2 separate regions of the Rattus norvegicus genome follow, and region 2 is linked to region 1. Evidence: chromatin contacts called from public Hi-C data. All regions are on one chromosome and are shown on one strand. The core of a region is the stretch at or near the end of the contact, and the rest is flanking DNA. Distances in the headings are between cores, read along the strand shown. Region 1 holds the start of Gpm6b (glycoprotein m6b). Region 2 holds the start of Gemin8 (gem (nuclear organelle) associated protein 8).

Region 1 (6,717 bases), core at 1,120-3,619:
GACTTGTACAGGTAGAATATGGACTTGGTCATCCAAATCAAGATACATACATACATTAAGTCGCCTTCCAGAATGCTTTGGGTGGATGGGTGGGTGGGTGTCCCCACAGCGATCCCAATCCTTGCTGCAGATTGAGAATAAATTTTCTGGCCCAGATTCTTATCAAAGCCTGTATTCTACATGTGACCTTAGCTTGGTAGCTTGTCATTTTTAATTCCTTAATAACTAGTGTTTATGAATCCTGGTCATCTTGAAAGTTTCTCTAAAAATTGTATTTGCTTCTAATTTTGCCTCTGTAATAATAGCTTACTACTTTTCATATACTGGAGACAGAGTCGTAACCTGTAGACCAGCCATTAAATGTGTAAAAACGCAAAATAAGAGTAAATGTGAATAAGCTACACGCTTCTGTAGTAAAAATTGTATGCCTTTGGTTTCTTGAGAGAAAACCAAAAGGTACATTTCTCCAGACCTAGATAGTCTGCAGAAGTCACAGTGGTCTTATCTGCCACAGGCAAACACAGCATTAATAAAAAGCATATATAAAGCAATAACCACCCATTTTAGAAGAAAAATGCTATGAACTGGGGTAAGTTTCTTCCAGAATACTACTATATTATCAGACATGCAGTCAACTTAGTATTAATTGTGACGGAAATGAAACTCGATAAATATTCCCAAGAGTTTCTCTTATTGCTGTTTGACCATTCACACAGATTCCGAAAAAAGAGATGAGAAAAAAAAAATCACATGCACGAAAAGACAGAGTGCCTTTTGTTAGGGGAGAGGTAGACTTTGTGTGAGGATTGAACTAAAGGACCAACTTTCGAATGAAATTGCTTTGTACTTGTTGCCCCTGAAGTGTCTGTTTAAAAGAGGTTAAACGGCAAATCTGTGGATAGTATCATGCTTCTATAAAAACAAATTTAAAAAATGAAATTGGTCTGTTTAGGATGGAATGTTAGTATAGGCAGAAAAAAATTCTATATGAAGATACACAGTCTTCACCCGAATGTGCTGTGAGGTTGAACTACATGTAGATGTATTTTTCATATTTAAAATGTTTGACGGCAGCAATTTCGTATGGCTCAACCCATATATTAATAAAGAAACTGTGGCTGGAGAATTACTATTATTTAGGGACTGCTGTTCTCTGTAAAAGTCATGAGAAAGAACCTAAGCATGACTTTTTTTTTTTTAAACTGAGCTAGTGCAGTTATAAAACATGTTGGTGCATTTTATGATGGTTTCTATCTTGGAGTGAAGAGATCAGTTACAGTGCAGCTAGATGCCGTTAACCTAACACTGGCTGAGCTGTTTCTATGGGGCATCCAACTTGACCTTAGAGGCATAGCGTCTCTTTTCTGCCATTTTCTTGGTGCAATAACGACAATTTCTCCAAAACCTAAATATCAAAATTGTGACATCGTCTAAGACTTCCTTTAAAGATGGAGCCCTTGGACAGTTTTTCCTTCCCCAAATCATTTAAGTTTAATTAGCAAAAGATCTCTTCCTTTCTATAGGTGCTGGGGGACAAAGCTGACGTCCCCTTTCAAGCCCCCACTATAAATGATTATTACATGTCATAGTCTGATACATGGAAAGAACAATCATGTTAGAATAAAAAATTAGAGCATGTCTAAGTCACTCGCGTATTATTGGAATCAAAGCATATTTAGCATGCATGTTCCTCTAGTTCTTTAGCATTAATACAGAATAACACATCTCCTATTCCGTGAGCATAGCATGCAGAACATAGGACTTAAATCATGATTAATTATTTTAGTAAAAAAAAGAGAGACTGTTTTTCCCATCCAGTAGCCCAAGGTGACAAACTACAAACACCCTTTATGAAATACCACGTTACATAGAAATCCTTGCGACAGAAATAGAAATAACACTATTTAACATTAGTCCCCAGGATAAAGAAAAAACCCACCCAATACAAGACCACACCACCAGGGATTGTTTTAGAGCCGTTTTTAGAAGAGACAAAACCTGGCTAACCCCTTTCAAGAACCCTCAGTCAAAATCTTTAAAACAGGCTATTGTCAGAGCGCTGGGTACCTTTTCTCTCTTGGCTTTGTTCAGTATTTTCCTCGGCTGCAGTTTCCATGGCTGGCTTCATACCATCCACCAAAAATGCTTTTCCCTGCTTCCCCACAACACACACTTTTCCCCCTCCTCTTCCTTTTCTTTTGGACTCCCCTCTGTCTCTCTTATTTCCACCCGCCTGATTGAGAGGCTCTGTTCTTCACTACAGTAGATTACAGTGCCTTCCAAGACGCGAAAGTCTTGTCAGCGTCAATTTCGCTCTGCCTACTGGTCCATAAAGACAGCTGCCAAGGAGCAGGCGACCATACGTCACCGAGGATCCCGGTTATAAAACAGCCACTCTGTGCCCCCACTCTCAGTGCACCCCAGGAAGCTCCTGCTCCCCCACCAAGCTCTTCCTCCCCCTCTCTCTGTCTCTGTCTCTCCCTCTCTCTGTCTCTCTGTCTGTCTCTCTGCCCTCCCTTTTTTCTTCTTGCCAACTGCAACCCAATGAATACTAATTAATTCTCCCAGGAAATAATAGACTTGTGACATCAGAGGAAGGGATGTGGAGGAGAAAGAAAAGAGCCCCCTCCCACCACGTGACTTGGTCAGACCACAGTATATGTTATCTCTCAGGAGAATGCCTATTTTCCTATGCGTCCCCTTTCTGGGGCATCAGTTTTGTTTATTCTATTTATTCCCAGCCCTGGAAAAGTCTCTTCAAAAGATGTACTCTTGCTCTATTAAAAAAAAATAAAAAAACAAAAACCAGAAAAACTTCTGTTTCACAAATCTCTGGACAAGTTTACTTAAAAAATACTAACAACAAAAGAGAAGAGATATTCAGGAGGGAAGAAACTTCCAATAGATTTAACAATGCTGACAGCAATTTAGCATTAGATTCTACTTCTTTGTATTAATATATGAGGAATTTTAGCTCAAACACAATTTGTAAAAGGGGCTCGTGCTTATTCTACAATCGGTATATTGAAAGTATATCTACTTGATATTTTGGTGGTTTCTAATACAAAAATCAAGGTTTTTTGATAGGATGGGATTCCATCTGCACAGAATATTATTAATTAGAAGTCCTCCGTTAAACCTCAAGAGGGTACTTTTTAACAGCACTCTAAACATCTGGCTTCAAGGCTATTGTGCCCACAGGGATTCCAATGATTCTGATGGCTGATCCTGATTCACAAGCCCTTTTGCACAATTAAGACCAATGTTCTTAACTCAAATTAAGCATTTAAATCTTTTCTTTGATTATGAGCCTGAGTTTTCAAGCATCACCAATTTCATATTCATTTAATAATTGCATCTGACTCACTCACCTTCATTGTCCTCACTGAAAAAATTCTGTAAACTGAAGTCACATACAACGATAACTATCAATAACCATGGGATATGGGATTCCAGGAGCCGGCATAGTCTACTTGACACCCATGTTGGGAGTAAACATTAAAGACATGTTGGAGGGCCAGTGACACGGCTCAGTAAAATTTCCTGCTGCCAAATCTAACCACTAGAGCGCCATTCCTGGGCTCCACATGGTAGAAGGAGACAATATATTACTGTGCGTGCACACACACACACACACACACACACACACACACACACACACACACATTTTTTTAAAAGTGGAAATCATCTCTCCTAAAAGCATTCTCCAAAGTTTTATGGGATTTTTATACAATACCTCAAAACAATGTGGGAAGATCCCAAATCAAAATCTTTTAGCAGCCTGATCTTTTAATGCTTTGGTTTTAGATAATCTCTCACGCCCATTTATATTCAACATTTCTGCTGTGTTAAACAAGAAAAGACGTTGAAAACCAGTTTGGCCTGCTTCGACACTTTCTTTTAATTTTCCGTCTCCCTTTCCACTTTCCTCATTGTCCCTGAAGACCACGCCCACAGCCAGCTTTGCCCTGAAATATGGTTTCAGCCTATTTTATTGTCTCTTGGTGAAGGGATTGGGAAGGCACCACCTAAAGCTTCAGCCTCTGGAGAGAGAGAGAGAGAGAGAGAGAGAGAGAGAGAGAGAGAGAGAGAGAGAGAGAGAGAGAGTGATATAACTATCTCCATGGGAAAACTCATAGTGTGCCTTAATTGAACAGTTTTTTAAAAGCTGCGTCAGAACAGTTTAGGTTCATTCAGGCACAAAGGTCTAAAATTTTACTTCCACATTGGTAAGATGGCTCTTGTTATCAAGTATGGTCTGAGCTTCATCCTTAGGGCTCACACGAAAGGAGAGAACCGACTTCCACTGCTAGTCTCTGACCTTTATATATGTAAACGTTATTTCACTGACAGTGAAAGAAATGAATGTAATGTAAATTATAAAAAATATAATTGTGATTAACTATGCTAGTGGGATTTTTTATAAAGTGTCTAACAAAGTCATTTAATTCTAGAAATATCAGAGGAGCCTAATTTTGTTGGATCTCCTATTTGACAAATTAGTTTGCTTACGTAAGAGATAGGGTCTGTATGGTGAGGTACTTACCACGGAACTTAGGAACATTATTTTAATACTAACAAAATGAAAGGCAAAATATGAAAGGCATTCTAAATTTTCTTAAACTGCTGTTGTCTATAACATAGTGGCAAATCAAAGCAACTGGACAAAATGCCCTTTTAGTTTTACTCGGAAAATCTACAGGTAAATGCGCTATTCATTATTTTTAACCTTATTCGTAGCTTTACTTCTGCTAGGACTATGATTTATGATACCACTTCTGGAAATTACCATTGTACCAGTTCATAAGCAGCTTCAAAATCCCACGGATGTTTATGATCAACCATATGATTAGGAAAGAGAAGAAAGAAGCAATAGAGAACCCGTCAAGAGGAAGAAAAAGCAAATACATGTTTAAAATACTTTTGGGCATGCCTCCATTTTTTGCGCATATATATGTATTTTGCATATATATGTATATATATATATACATATATCTCAAACAGGAAAAGAAATGAGTCTTTGAGCTGAAGCTGTTTCTTTGAGCTTCATGCTGTAAGACAGTAAAGACACATGTGAAAGCTGATGCAGGAGTAAGAGATGTTGACAGAAAATGGATGTATTACATTAAAACCTATGAAATGGCTGCTACTGCCTTAAAAGAGTACAGTGTCATCCACATGCAGCGGTTATTTTGTCCACCATGTTCATCTATCTGCTAGAGTGCCACAGTGAGCTCAGGAAGCATGCACATGCTTGGAAGAGTTTTCCAAGTGCTAATGTCTACCAGTGTGGCCATCGGTAAGCCATGGTGTTTTCTCTAGGTAGCCCCCAGGCTAATGGGTCATAGAAAACTTGCTTAACCAGAGTGCTCCTTCCTGCCAGCAATATCACAAGATGAACATAGGAAAACTCACCAAGTTGCAAAGTCACCTCCCTATACTTAGCCTAACGATATAGTCACAAAACAATTTTGCCCACTGCCTCCCCTCCACAGCTTTTCTGGAATTATATTTTAGGGGTTTTGCTTGTTTGAGGAGCAGGGCTCAAAATGACTGAAGTCAAAAGAAAAATGAAAATGCCAGGAATAGATTTTTTTTTAAAAGTCATTCTAACTGCAAATTTCTCCCAAGCCATCTTGGCTCATAGAACATTTATGTCACACGAATTACACTTGGCCATAATCCTTCCTCCATGTCTGATATGGAAAATGCTGTCTAATAAGAAATACAAACTAGAAAAACACAGGATAGTGCTAGGAATTCAGAATATGATTGTTAAGAATTGTTTTTTATCTATAACTAAACTGTATTAAAACTTTTTTTATCAGTTTGGGAAAGCCTTTTTCTTGCATGATAATTAAATTTCTAATTTTTGTCTTTTTTTCCCATAAGGATTTCTAAGAGCTTGGGCCAGCCTGTCCTATATAGTGAGCTCTTGGCCAGCCTCAGCTACCAGTATGACACTACACCCCGCCCATGCCCCACATAAACAAATAAGAAGAGGGCTGACACACTAGTCCAGTGGATAACAGTACTTGCTGCCAACCAGAACAATCTGAGTTAGATCCCTGGGACCCACATGATGAGAGAAAATTGTCCTCTGACCTCTACATGTGTGCTATGGAACATGCGAGCTTACAAACACAAAAGAAGTAACAATGTCATAAAAGATAAATAAAAATAATAGAATTTCTAACTTTTCATGAAATGTGAGCTTTGGGCTCATCACAGAGGCACTATGCCATGAAGTGGCATGTTAATTTTCCTAAGTAGGGTGGTCCACACGTATCTCAAAGTCAATGTGAGTATTGTGGCTTCCTTCCTCTCTCTCTCGTATCATGGTTGCACAATGTCAGCATACGCCACACTCGGCATGGGGTCATTCTTCACTGGTTGGACATGTGGGTGTTTGAGAATGTTCCTGGCCTCCACTCACTAGATGCATGAGGGAGGAAACTCATTCCCAGCTGAGAAACATTGCCTTCAATCTAGTTTTCTGTGGTTGCTAGAACATACTCTTTTAATGGCTCTAAAGCCTGGCTGTGCCGTGGACTCAGCTGGGATGATTTAACCGTACATCCAACCTCCTACATATTGTGACCAGTTAGTAGTCAGCTTGTGTGGTGTGAAATCTTTAAAATCTCCCTCCACCCCAGGTTGTTTGAACAAGTAGCAAGAATGTAGGCAGTTGGGACACAATACTTTTGGAAGGGTACA
Region 2 (6,717 bases), core at 2,337-4,836, 180 kb after region 1:
AACGGAGAGAAAAGCGATTGGCAATGTCAGGGAAGGCCGGATCCGAAGCTCTGCAAACTGGGCAGCCCTCCACAGCGAACACAATGGCATCATGGTCACCACCCAGCTGAGCTCTGGGGAATACAGAGACCATTCATTGTCTGTCCTCAACCACCAAAGGAGGGAGGAAAAAAACCACAACGACATTGAGGTCATTCACTAACCACTGCTGAGGCCTACCGACAAGACAGAGCCTCCCAGTCTTGAATGATATATTTTCCCATACAGCCTTTCTAAAGCAAGAAAGAAAAAAAAAAGGGGGAAAAAAGCACATTTGTTCGGCAGCGGCTCTGCTTGCTCTGAAAGACATATTTTTAAATGCACAACTATACACAAAGAACAACAGTTGGGAGTTTTATCATTTTTCTCCAGATAAAATGACTTATTTTCACTAAATCATTAACATATTCTACCTATGATAATGCTTTGTTGAAAGGCAGTGGCATATATATTCTTTTCATTGCATATTTGTATACCATTTTTTCTTGAATATTCATAATCTTATAATTATAGGATGTAGGACGTGTCATGGCAACCAGAAAGCAAAATAAAACCACAAATCCTCTTCAGAACTATAATGTATATTCTATAACACCAATTTCCTTTCTGCTTTATCTTTGTACAATTCTGAAAATTAAATACATGAAGGCTCATTTGCTTTTACTTTTGCAAAGGAAGCTATTCAAAATCAATTGTTATATTAGTCTTTGTGTCTACAGCCTGGAGGGTCAACTTTTTTGCTGTTGAGGTCCCCTTTGATTTGGCTTTGAGCCAGACTGACAGTCTGGGGATGCAATTAAGATCATCAGAACACACTGCCTGCTACAAAGGAGTATGCTGGGGACTAAAATGAAGTAAATGAAGGCCCGAGTAACAGAAGTTCATGTGTGATTGTAAGAAATCTTCCTGAACATGCACAATGCCAGCCCATTAGAGATGCCTTTCAATTGCATAAATACCAGTAGTTAGCTCAATGAGGAAAAATGATACAACGGGGATTTCTGACAGTTTCCTGCCCTCCTACACTTGCTGTCCCCATGCCACCTCTAGCTGGTTCTTGTAGTTAGTTGAGCATAGCAGGCTTGACACTCTCATGGATTTTTTTCCTATAGCTTTGTATGGTCTCTACATAGTCATTTATAGACATTAAAGATGGCACAAGTCCAAATGGCCTACGTCCACCATGGGAGGAGTCCATGCTCCACTTTTAAAACAAGAACATTTGTTTATTGTGTGCATGTGTCAGTTTACCCACTGGGCTACCTTGCAAACATACAGCAGATCCATCTGTAACAGCCATCTTTAAAGCTGAAGATGGAGGGAGACAAGTAAGGATTATTTAATTCCTTTTTCACTTTCTCAAGCCCAGGCTCCAGTTCATGCTTACCTGGGTGTTGCAAGTGCTGTTACAAGGCAGGCATGGGGTAGGTTGAGAAGACTGAAAGGGTATAGATACCAATTCTTGCCCCTTCCAATACAAATCACATTTGACCCAGAGAAAGGTACTGTTTACTTTAACAGCAAGGATGAGAAAAGATTTGTGAATGGCTCTCTTTGCAATTGCGCTGAATCCTTTGTGTGGCTAGTATCAATCAGAAATGAACTAGGAGTCCCAACAGGAGCAAGACACTCTTAGTCAGAAACATAACAGGTAATCAGAGAGCTGAAAAACCAGGACACCAGAGAACGATGATAATCCAGTTCACAAGAAGGTGACTCTCGTCTCATTTCAGGCACGTATTTCATACAACCTATCCTAGTGTGACCATCAGAGAGGAAGGCCAAATAGAGCACACACTCACAATTACTGGCACAGCAGCAAACATCTTGACTAGTTTGGGCACTTAAAGCCACTTTTATCTTTCCAGAGACCTATTTTAAGTTACTTCCTATAAATACTTTTCTAGTAATTCCATGCTAATTTCTTTTCTGCATACTGTACTTCCTCTGGGCACTTATTTGGAGGGGATAGATTCTATAATTTATTCCTTTTAGAGATCCTATTTTTCTTCCACCAGAGAAAATAACAGGTATAATCTCATGCCTTTAGAGGCTACTGGAATTGTTGAGATTGTCTGTTATATCCTGATAATATTCTCTCCTACCTGTGCTTCCACCAAATTATTAAGGGATAGTAACTAAAAAAAGTAATAAGTTTCAAATGTCTAAATACATTAATATATTTTCAATTCATCTGGCCTTAAACGTTACAGTCTGCATTCACTAGTCCAAGTGGTTTACGGGTGGATTTTGCAACATAAATAAGTAATTTAGAGAGTTCTATAGTGTGCTTGTGAACTCTTATCTAACCTCCAGCCACGTTTAATTTCCTGCCATCCTTATCTTAACTGCTCCTTAAATGCTGGACTTTAAGAAACACAAAATAAGCCTCTGGCAGCTGTGGAACAGTTTCAGGATGAAAATGTCTCTCCGCAACTTCGGGTTATTTATTTTCCCAGCCCAACAGTCAACAGAAGGGATCACACACTTTACTGTGAACCTGCAGGTGTTAGATTTGCCAAAGCATATCTACATGGTTTCTCTTTCACTGCCATCCCAAAGGGACTGTTATCTTGACAAACTATGCTAGCGTAAATTGTACTTTCAAATAGTATCCCAATCTCACAATTCATAGAGGCTTTGTGTTATTAACTTTTAGTCTGAAGATTTTGAGTAATGTTCTGCCTTTTAGTTAAAAAACAAAACAAAAAACAAACAAAAACTCAAATAAAAACCCCAGCAACAGTTGAGTCCAGAACCTAATCTGTGCAGCGAGTTTGTAACGATCATTTCAGGAAAAAAAAAAAAAAAGAAAAAAAGAAAAGAAAATGGTTCAGAACTCTGGTTACCCATAGCAACTATCAAATGTTCTCAAGATAATATCCACTAAGATTTCTGACCTACAGACCTCAAAAGTTGCAAAGGGGATAAAAGAAAACTCGGGTTTTGTTGTTTGTTTTGCTTTTGTAAATAAGCCAGACACTTAGACATCTCCAAGAATGTGTCCCGATAGACCTACTGCAACACTGTGATCCACAGCACATTTGAATTACACCGTGAGCTAAAAAAAAAAAAAAAAAAAACAAAAAAAAAAAAAAAAACAAAAAAAAAAAAAACCAAAAAAACCCCAAACCCCCAAACCTTCCCATGCTTGAGCGTCACTTCTAAAAGATCTGAATTGAAAGAGTCTGAGGTGGGGGCCTGGGAACAGAATTCTCAGCAGGCATTCAAGGATTAGGAAGCACGTGAGGGGTTGAGGGCATAAATTAGAACTAGTTTTAACAATCTGTTAGGGTTTGGGACTCCGGTGGGTCTCTGGAACCACCTCATGCTGCCGGGTGATGGTAATTAACAGCCACAGCCTGAGCGCCAAGACAGTACTCCAAGCTTCTGAGGCAATTAGGCCCGGGGCTGCCACGCTACTCCCTTACTCCCCAAAAGCAACCCATCAGCCCCCGAAATCACCTCGTGGGCACGCGGCTTGCAGATCTCAGGCGGTGGGTAACAACGGATCTAGTTCTCCTGGTGGGGAGGAAAAAGGGGCGGAGTGGAGAAGGGCACAAGGAGAGAGAGAGAAAGAGAGTGGTGTTGCTTGGGCAACAAGGAACGAGCTTCCGGTACGCGTCCAGGAAGACGGAAATCCCGCCTTGGAACGTGACGTTACGTCGTGCTAGTGGTTACACGGAGCCAAGGGCCTCATGGGAAGGGAATTCGTTTGTTTTGGCGGTCCGGGCGGAGAGCCGAGTGCCTATTGGGCACTGGGGAAGCAGAGCTGAATCGGAGCCTTCAGCTTTCGGGTTTTTTGGTTTGCTTGTGTTTTTTTTTTTTTTTTTTTTTTTTAGCTTTCACTTTCTTCACTAAAATGGAGGACGAGAAATTGTTTTGAAAATGTAGATTCACTCAGATCTATGTATTTAACTGTCTCAGGCTGGCATTTAGGAACCTTAATTTGTACCTAGCATGATATATCATGTACTGCTTCAGACCAAGAAACGAAAGTACCCTTAGTATTTCTGTCATAATCGTCAGCTGTCCATGCCTTTCTGGACTTGCAGAAGAGTCCTTAATAACAAAATATGAACTACCAGAAGGCCAAGTGGGCTTTTTTGTTTTGTTTTTGGCAAAATGTGCCGTATTTTGTGGGCATTTATTCCTAAGAAAACCGAATTTGAACCAGATGCTTATTGCGTGGTTATTCCAAAACGTGATACTTGGAAACAAGTAAAATGCCAAACAAAAGGCTAATTATACAGTGTCAGTAGTGGGACATTATTACCTTGTTATTCCCGTAATATGGGTGTATAAAAGAATATTTAACAAACATATCCTGGATGTCTACTGTATGCTAAGTATCTGAAGTATCTTGTAGCCTCTAGGCACACGTGGCTTTGAGATACTTAAATGTGAGAGTTTTTGATGTGCTTAATTAAATTCCACAGCACATTTTAAAGAGTTAATATTGAAAAAGTGATTGTAAAATGTCTAGTTATGGTTGACACAGTCTCACTTTTGGCTGTCTTGAAGCTTACCATGTAGCCCTGGCTGGCTTGAATTCACAGAGATTCATCTGCCTCTTTGCTGTTGGGATTACAGGCACGAATATGAACAAGCATGGCTTAACTATCTCAGATTGTAAGCAATACTCTACTTGACAGTGATATAGCTCAATTGATAGAATGTTTGCCTAGCCTGCATGATGCACTAAATTATACCTTCACCACATCTCAAAACTAAGCATGGTGGTATATCTGCAATCCTAGAATTCTGAAGATGGAGACAAGGTTGTCTTTGGCTGCAGAGTGAATCTGAGTTCAACCTGGGACACGTGAAGCTCTGTTCAGAAAGAAATCCTTCCCTTAGGGAAGGAGAATTTACCATAAATGAAGAGTGAAATTAATTCCATGTACATAATTTTACTTTATTTATCTGTCCAATAGAACATAAAATTATATATGTAGCAAAAATTCTAATTCTAATGGAATGTAGTATTTTATTTAGTGAATATACACTGATAAACAAGACAGTTTTTTTTTTACTTCATAAAATTGACAATTGGTTGGGTAGAGATCATAGACAGCAAATTAGATTGCGATTATGTTTTTTGTTTGTTTAGAAAGAGTTTTATGTAGCTTTGGCTAGAACTACTTCCCAGGTGGGAGAATGTACCTTATCATACCTGACATAATGTAGTAAATTTATATGAAGAATATATTGCAGAACACACACAGAGACAACACAAACACACACACACACACACACACACAGAGGCAGTTTGGTTTAGGCAAGAAATGAGAAAAGTCTGTGTATGTTTATAGGACTGTGACTATCTTCTTGGAAGCAGGCAAGTCATTTGGAGTCTGAGGGAAGAAGGGAAGGAAAGAAAAGAGAGTGATATGAGAAAGAGGTGAGGAACTTGTAAGAAAGGAAGAACATGGTGGGCTTAGAGTAAGTGTATTTCAAATGGAGCAGTTTCAGAAATACTGAGTGTCCACGCACACATATACACAGAGTATGTGTGTAGACTATATTGCTAGCTAGAATGTTACTATTGCTTTCACTCTTGTTGTAGAGATCCAAATGAGTCATTCAGTGTTGAGAAGTAGGTTTCGTTCTCACAATTATGACAGTGAGGAGCCCAGAGTAATTTGGCAGCTCCATGGGATGAGAAACTCACCCTCTACCTATCTTTTAGCCCTAACCATTGTCTTAGTTAGGGTTTTACTGCTGTGAACAGACACCATGACCAAGGCAAGTCTTATAAAGGGTGACATTTAACTGGGGCTGGCTTACAGGTTCAGAGTTTCAGTCCAGTATCATCAAGGTGGGAGCATGGCAGCATCCAGGCAGACATGGTACAGGAAGAGCTGAGAGTTCTACGTCTTCATCTGAAGGCTGCTAGTGGAAGACTCACATTCAGGCAGCTAGGGTGAGGGTCTTAAGCACACACCCACAGTGACACACCTACTCCAACAAGGCCACACCTCTTTAATAGTGCCACTCCCTGGGCGGAGCATATATAAACCCTCACACTCATCTTGCCTTCCTGACTCTGAGATCTTAGTCCAAAATGATTTATCACGGCACCTTCCCCTCTCCCCCTCCTTGTTCAGAGGGAGGATAAAAGGGAGAGCCTCTTCCTCTCAGAGTTTCACAGTATTAATCATATTTGAGGCTGAAATTATTCTGTGTTCTGAGGGCTGCCCTGCTAAGATATCTTGAATTATATCTGTCTTCTACCTACTACCTACATGCTAGTTGCACCCCTCAATTGGGACACTACAGAAAAAGGCCAGGCATATTGCCAAATGTTCCTGGGGGCAAAGCTACTCTCACTTAAGAATTACTGTCTTAGGACTTGTCCACAACACTGTTCACGAGTAGTTTGAATGTCACGACTCATTATCCATCAGAAAGATAAAGCACTTTTGAAATTTTCTGTCTTTCAGTGGCTGAATATAAAGTCAAGAAGCTAGCAGATTCTCCCACCTGCCCCCCCCCCCATCTCTGACTGAGGTGGCTCTCTTCTTGGCGGAAATTTACTGGTTGTTTGTCCTAATTTAGTTGCATAAAAACATAGGTGGTGCTTAACAGCACCTAAAAGACGAGAAGCCAACTCATGATTATCTTCTAATACTTAGTGTGGAAATTAATGCTGTCCACAGGGAGCAACACAAATGT

What was found. A called contact is a pair of places that touch in the nucleus more often than the background predicts.
Region 2: a contact with region 1 is called in a Hi-C map of liver, with 2.6 times the contacts expected there. The contact joins the promoter of Gemin8 here to the promoter of Gpm6b in region 1. A contact is called at or near these places in 5 of 12 Hi-C or Micro-C datasets (the A7r5 cell line, the Rat2 cell line, kidney and 1 more) and 1 of 1 datasets of contacts at active chromatin or transcription factors (oligodendrocytes).

What each region holds. Positions count from the first base shown.
Region 1 is chrX:31,730,868-31,737,584 of GRCr8, forward strand. Gpm6b (glycoprotein m6b) reads right to left here and starts at 2,370. Exons shown (of 7, transcript NM_138846.2): 1 at 2,068-2,370. The coding sequence starts at 2,128.
Region 2 is chrX:31,906,694-31,913,410 of GRCr8, forward strand. Gemin8 (gem (nuclear organelle) associated protein 8) reads right to left here and starts at 3,587. Exons shown (of 4, transcript NM_001007756.1): 1 at 3,505-3,587.